Linked DNA regions of Ovis aries: region 2 is linked to region 1. The links are chromatin contacts, called in public Hi-C maps. All regions are on one chromosome and are shown on one strand. The core of a region is the stretch at or near the end of the contact, and the rest is flanking DNA. Distances in the headings are between cores, read along the strand shown.

Evidence for each region. Hi-C and Micro-C count contacts between places; a contact is called where the count stands out from the background.
Region 2: a Hi-C map of mixed tissues shows a contact between it and region 1, with 3 times the contacts expected there. The contact joins the promoter of LOC101116235 here to the promoter of LOC101113073 in region 1. A contact is called at or near these places in 2 of 16 Hi-C or Micro-C datasets (mixed tissues and skin fibroblasts).

Annotation. Positions count from the first base shown.
Region 1 is chr7:24,594,534-24,598,293 of ARS-UI_Ramb_v3.0, reverse strand. LOC101113073 (epididymal secretory protein E3-beta) reads left to right here and starts at 1,255. Exons shown (of 2, transcript XM_012181054.4): 1 at 1,255-1,942.
Region 2 is chr7:24,747,043-24,751,010 of ARS-UI_Ramb_v3.0, reverse strand. LOC101116235 (olfactory receptor 6S1) reads right to left here and starts at 1,866. Exons shown (of 1, transcript XM_012181063.4): 1 at 139-1,866. The coding sequence starts at 1,866. The coding sequence ends at 871.

The DNA of each region.
Region 1 (3,760 bases), core at 6-2,505:
GTCATGTCCAACTCTTTGCGACCCCATGGACTATACAGTCCATGGAATTCTCTAGGCCAGAATAGTGGAATGGGTAGCCTTTGCAACCCCATGGACTTATACAGTCCATGGAATTCTCTAGGCCAGAATACTGGAATGGGTAGCTTTTCTCTAGGGGATCTTCCCAACCCAGGGATCCTCCCACATTGCAGGCAGATTCTTTACCAGCAGAGCCACAAGGGAGGCCTGGTAGCATTTTCACTACGCCTATTCTACTTCCGAGGAATATACTGAGAGAAGTTAAGTTATTTCTCCAAGATCATACAGTTAGTGTGGTAAAACTAGGTCTTTCAGATCACCATATCAAAAGAAGTTCTTACTGAGATTAAACATGTCAGCAGAGCAAGCCATTGGTGCAAGCTCTAACCTAAAAGTATGTCTTGTGGGGATTTGGGAATTACTTAATTTTCTGTTGTAGGCAGAAGCTTGAGAGGCACCCATTGATGTCTACATTGAACTCTGTTCATAGTATTTTTCTTTGTCTTACTAAGTCAGTTGGTTACTGTGACTGAGGCCATCCATGCTCTTGTTTGAAAAGTAAAATCTTCTCTGTAGCTAGTCATGTTGCTAAACCATGTCGTTGGTCACAAAGAAGCAGAATGAGAGAAAGGAGACAGAATTGTGCACAATTCGTTTTGGGACAGACAACACAAAGTACATTGTGGTGATGAAGCTCTTACCCAAGTGCTAAGTGTATCTTCAGAAGTTGCATCCAGTGGTCCTGGGGTGAGGAGTCAATCGAGCATCATTTCTTCCTGCTACCCTGCTTCCCACAACTCCTTCAGTTCCCTCTCCTCCTAACTCCATATCGCGTATCTGCAGCAGCAGACACAGCAATGTGACATAGAGCTTTGGGTCTTTCTGTGCACAGGCAAAACGTGGTTGTGAACTGAGAAGATACCATTTAAACAAATGATAGTTATGCTTAATTCTGATCATTATTGTTAACGGTAGGCTGTAGGTGGAATAAGATGCAAGTCCCTCATCAGCGTTATAATCACACACAGTGTGATCCACCATCAAGAAGCAGCATCTTTGAAAACAAAAGACAGTAGTAACTGTATGTATCAAACTAGGAACTCAGCTGGGCCTAAACCTTAGACTGCATGTGTAGAAAATGGCTTGTCTGATGCTTCACAAATTGTCCTTGCTGCTTTGGGTTTGCTCACTTCCTGTTGAATCTGGGATGATTTTCCTTGCCCCTTGGTCTTCTCTAGGCATCTCCAAGGCAGTGATGGCTCTCCAGAGGACCCAGGCCTTTCTTCTGCTCTTGCTGCTGACCCTGCTGGGGCTGGGGCTGGTGCAGCCCTCCTATGGCCAGGATCGCATGTACCAATGATTCCTGAGGCAACACGTGGACCCCAGTGAGACAGGAGGCAACTTGATGATCCAAGATGGATGATGACTTCACATCAGTGCAAGCACTTCAACACTGTCATTCATGAAGATCTTTGGAACATCCATAGTATCTGCAGCACCACCAACATTTGGTGCAAGAATGGCCGGATGAACTGCCATGAGGGTGTAGTGAAGGTCACAGACTGCAGGGAGGCAGAAGTTCCAGGGCTCCCAACTGCAGACACCGGGCCAAGGCCAGCAGCACAAGTCAGCCTTTTAAGTTTGACTCCTTGGCTCCAGGCTATTCTCAGAGTAAACCCAAGTGTTCCAGATGAAAAGATGCAGGACTGGTTCTTTTAGTAAGGCTGTCTTATCCCCTCCCCGCAACTGCTGCCAATCAGTTGGAGGGCTGTACCTCCCACTGACTGTTATTCCTTCTGTCCTTCCTTCACAGCTGCAGACTTCTTGGCTCTAAGGAAAGGCGAAAGACACACACTCTCTGCTCTGCACATCCATAAACTGATCCCCACTACCACCAGTGACAGGAGTGTTGGATCTAAATAGGGTGAGTTATGGTTAGAAGCGCTGGTGCTGAGGATGCTTAGAGGGAAAAGCCCAGGAATGCTGGAAGAGGAAATTAAGATGGTGGGATTAAGAATATACAGTGATCCAACTCGTAAGAACTAATGACCTGGATTCAATCTTACTGATACAGTTTTTATAGCCTCTCCTCACTTTTCTTAAGCATAATATCACCATCCCTTGGTATCCATGGGATATTGGTCCAGGATCCTCCATGCCCAGGATACCAAAATGCAAGCATGCTCAACTACCTTGTATAAAATGGCACAGTGTTTGCATCTAAACTATATACTTATCTCTGCTGCTGCTGCTGCTGCTAAGTTGCTTCAGTCGTGTCCGACTCTGTGCGACCCCATAGATGGCAGCCCACCAGGTTCCCCATCCCTGGGATTCTCCAGGCAAGAACACTGGAGTGGGTTGTCGTTTCCTTCTCCAATGCATGAAAGTGAAAAGTGAAAGTGAAGTTGCTCAGTCGTGTCCGACTCTCAGCGACCCCACAGACTGCAGCCTATCAGGCTCCTCTGTCCATGGGATTTTCCAGGCAAGAGTACTGGAGTGGGTTACCATTGCCTTCTCCGATACTTATCTCTACATCATTTTTAATACCTAAACAAGGTAAATTTTATGTAAATACAACGTAAATGCTATGGAAATAGTTGAGTGTTACTTTTTAGAACTTTCTGGCGAAAAGAAAATTTTGGGATGGGGGGGGGTGATTTTTAATCGGTGTCTGTGGTTGGTGGAATCCCTGGGTGCAGAGCAGGTGGATTCAGAGGGCCAATTGTACACTGAAGTACCTTGAATCCTGGTCTTCTCATCTTGTTTAGGCCTTTTGAACCAGGGATAGTGTATCACAAAAGAGAAGATACCTACCCCTTGTGCTATATTTGGCATAATACTTGACATTCTCAGAAATGTTCTCAATAAATGCATCTCATTAGACTCTCACAGGTCTGAGGGATGGATTATTAGGCCCATTTTGAAGCATCATGTTCAGAGAGTTGAGCATTAGAATAGAGATTCCACAGCATCAGGCATACTCCTCATGGTAAATGAGGATAGAGAGCTAGTTTAAAGGGGAGACTTTTTCAAGCAGCTCTCTGCCCTAATTTGAATAGAATATCTCTTGTGATGGCAGCTTCAATCTTGATATTTGATTGATTAAAACAATATTTCAAAACTGGAGCTCCTTATGATAACATTCTTAATGACAAATCAAAATCAATTATAATGACAATAATTAGGGAAATGGCTTCTGAGAAGGGGTGTGTGTAGTCAGAAGTGAAAACATGTTTCACAGGCTTTGGGGAAGTGTCATAAGGGAGACAAGATCCTGGAAAGCACCATCTTGCAGAATCAGTACAGTTGCAGACTAGGATTTCAAGGAACCAAAGTCTCTTGCTTGGAAACTATTCTCCAAGTCTCTATTCATATCCTGCATCCCTTTTAAAGGGATGTGTGTGCTCAGTTGCTTCAGTCATGTCCGAGTCTCTGTGACCCCATGGACTGTAGCCAACTAGGCTGTTCTGTCCGGGATTCTCCAGACAAGAATACTGGAGTGGGTTGCCGTGCCCTCCTCCAGGGGATCTTCCTGACCCAGGAATCAAATCTTGGTCTCCAGTGTCTCCTGTACTGAAGGTAGATTCTTAACCGCCAAGCCAGCAAGGAAGCCCCTTTAGAGGGACAATCCTTTGCAATTCACAGAAAGCTTAAAAGCCCATTTTCTTTAAGATACACACTCTTTTGAGAATTGATGTGGATGCAAAACAGCTAGCTAGAGCAAGATTGGTTCTTCAGTTCA
Region 2 (3,968 bases), core at 617-3,116, 150 kb before region 1:
GTAGTTGATATTCTTAATTTTTTTATATTGAAAGTCCTCATTCCATTCCCATTTTACTAAAAATAAAAGATGAATGAGGACAACAGATATTCAAATGTAATAAAAAGATGGACAAATGAAAGCAACATAATCCACTGATAAAATGAATGAATATATCTTTAATTCACCTTTATAATACAGTGTAAATTAGAAAACCACATTAAATGCTACTATTCATAAGCTTCCTTTTTGATCTGCTTTTCCAAAGGCATCTGAAATTGCCATGAAGAAAATAAGTCCCTTATTAAATTTGTTTTACCTCTTTTCCACCTAACAGTGAATGCAATTTTTTTCAGAAAGTATGTACAAAAATATACAGTTAATCTATTTATTTCTATGATTATAGGGCATTTTTCTTAAGATTCTTGATTTTCATAAATAATTTAAAGACTCTAATGAGAATTAGTTTTTAACTTTTGGTGACAATCCTACACGAACTCTTTAGGAATTGAATTAAAGCTATATATCCTCTTCCCAGACAAGCGCATATAGGCTCAGATATATACGTTTACATAATAATAGTGCTTATACACTTTCTGAAGCTCATTCTTAGATTCTCTGGTGACTATGGACCCATAGGTTAAGATTGCACAGGTTGGAGGTTCTTATAATGGTATTGAGTACGATAAATCAATAATAATGTGAATTTATATGAGATAGAATCAAGGAATTTTGCCTGAAAGAGAAGAAGGATGGATTTGATGCCTTTGTAGTTCTTTAGTGGTTCCAAAATTTGGTCGTGTGGTAATATCCATGATGAGGAGACAATGAGAAGATAACAAAGAAGGCTTGGACATAGGACATCCCTTAAGTGATGACGTCCCCTCACTTTCACCTCACTGTTTTCTTGTTGAAACTCTTAGCAAGTGAAAGATGCCACCAAAATCCTGCTATTACCTTCTTAAACACGTCCTTCAAAGCTTGTCTTACTCGCTCGTTCCGTAAGGCATAGATGAATGGGTTCAGCAGCAGTGTCACAAAGGTTGTTACCACTGTCACTGCCCAGTTGGTATCCACAGAACCACTCTGTGATGGCCGCACGTATAGGAAAATGGCACTTCCATAGAAGAGGGTCACCACCATCAAGTGGGAGGTACAGGTAGAGAAAGCCTTCTGCCGGCCTGAAACTGAGGGGATGCGCAGGACAGCCAGGACTATGTGACCATAGGGCACGGCAGTAATCATCAGTGAGGCTATGATGACAAGAGACGCTAAGACAAAGTCCGTTTCCTCCAGCTCCTTGGTGTTGGTGCATGCCAGGCGGAGCAGAGGGCCACTGTCACAGAAGAAGTGCTGCGCCACAGCATCCTGTTCACAGAAAGGAAGCAAGGCCACAGCCACTGTGGGGCCAAGCACTGCAAGGAGCCCCCCGACCCAGCAGGCCAAGGCCACTCGGAAGCACACAGCCCCGTTCACGAGCAAGGGGTATCGCAGAGGATGACAGATGGCCAGGTAGCGATCCCCTGACATGACAGCCAACAGTAGGAACTCAGAGGCCCCAAGAAAGAAGTAGAGATAGAACTGGGTAATACATGCAGCAAAGGAAATAGTGTTTTACCCTGAGAGGAAATTGCTCAGCATCTTGGGAATAATGACAGAAGTGAGCAGAATCTCTAGGCAGGACAAGTTACCTAGAAAGAAGTACATGGGAGTCTGCAGGCGAGTATCAGCTCCTATCACCCCGACGATCAACACATTACCTGTTAGAGTCAGCAGATAAACAAGAAGGAAGACGGAAAACAGTTCTGCTTTCGTGCTATTGAGATTTGGGAAACCCGCCAGGATGAACTCGGTTATACCACTGCTCTGGTTTCCACCAGGAGCCATTATCTTTCCCATCTGTGCAATAGCATGAACACAGTCCTGGTGAGGATTCTCCAAACAATCCGAAAATTTATTTTATCATGATATGGCACACGAAGCTCCACTTTCTCTAGTCACAGATCCTGTTAATACTTGAAGAACCTAAATGTCCATCAGCAGACAAATGGATAAAGAAGATGTGACTCATATATGCAATGCAATATTACTCAGTCACAAAGAAGAATGAAATAATGCCATTTGCAGCGACGCGGGTGGACCTAGAGAGTGTCATACTGGTGACGCAAACCAGAGAAAGAGAAATGTTGTATGCTATGACTTAAATGTGCATTCTAAAAAAAAAAGGGTATGATGAATGAATTTATCTATAAAACAGAACTAGAGTTACAGATGTAAAACAATAAACCTTATGGTTATGAAGGAGTAGGGGGAGGGATAAATTGGGAGATTGGGATTGACATATACACACTACTATATATAAAATAGATAACTAGTAAGGGCCTACTACATAGCACAGGGAACTCTACTCAATACTCTGTAATGGCCTAAATGGGAAAAGAATCTAAAAGGAGTGGATATATGTACACGTATAACTGATTCAGTTTGCTGTACAGCTGAAACTAACACAGCATTGTAAGTCAACTATACTCCAATAAAAATTTTTTTAAATGATTTGAAGGACCTGAGGTCCTCATCTAATTGATTTTTAGAGCTGAAGAAGATTTCCTATAAAGGGTAGCTAAAACTAAGGTGTGAAGATGACAGGAGGTTCCATCTTCACATCTACTATTCTAAGATCCCAAATGGTGATATCTCATTATTATAATAACAATATCCATTGAGCTGGACAAAAATTAAGAAAAATGATTTTGTGAAGCATGTGATTCCCATTCAACCAGAACTTAAGCCAGACTGCCTGGCTTTGAATCCCAGCATCTACACTTACTAGCAGAGTAGCCTTGGAAAAGTTACTTAACATTTCTGTGCAACTCAATTGTAAAATGCTGTAAGGAGCAAATGAATTCATAATGCAAAGAGTTGCCAGCGTTTAGCTGACAAACGATGTGATAGAGAAAGCTCTGGGCTCTAAGTTAGGGCACCAGAGTCTACGTTTGTCTTGCCACTTCCCTTGGAAGACAGTCAATTAATCCAGCCTTGTTTGTCTTTATCTGCTCAGCTGTAGAATGAGTCATAGGAATCTAGGCCATTAGTACATTTATTACACAATATTGCCTTTTCATGGAGACTTTCTCCTGCAACCCAACGGTCTAACAGAACTCAGTTTGTCACGAAGTGCTTGCCTATTTAAAGCAAGTTATATTTAAAAGGGAGAATAGGGATAAACCACACTGATTCAATCAGTCAGTTATTCGCATATTTTAATTTAGTGCCAACTTCAAGCCAAATATTCTGGGGAATGTTAAGATGAGTTTCTCAAGCTTTTTCAGTCCATAATACCAAGCTAAGTCTCTTCAAACTTTGGCCCTATTAATTTTGCCAGAGACAAAATTAGGAATTCCTGAATTTCTAATAAATTCAGAAATTAAGTCCTTACCAACTGATTATCGTAATTCCAATTCTGAAAACTAACACCAATTATAAGAACAAATCAATGATACTCTGAAACTTGTTTTTAAAGCCTCAGTTACTAGGAGAAAACTGATCACCATTAGCCATGCAAAGCATGAGAAATGACCTTAAGTCCTTGGTTCTCTGTCAGCCCTACAGTCCTCTAGCACACCCAGCAGTCTTCATTTGCAATAAAGTTTGTGTGTTAAGTTGCTTCAGTCGAGTATGAGTCTTTGTGACCCCATGGACTAAAGCCCGCCAGGTTCCTCTGTCCACGAGCTGGAGTAGATTGCCATTTCCTTCTCCAGGGTATCTTTCCGACCCAGGGATCAAACTCATATGTCTTACATCTCCTGCATTTGCAGGCAGGTTCTTTACCACTAGTGCCACCTCTCTGCTTACAATCTCTCACCTGCGGCTCCCACCCAAGTAGGAAAACTTTTGTACGTTTTGTTTAGGATAAAGCAATTCCCCTAGAGACTTCATTTGACATCTCATCTCCCTGTAGCCTCTATAGAGATTACCTTATTAGCAGCAAA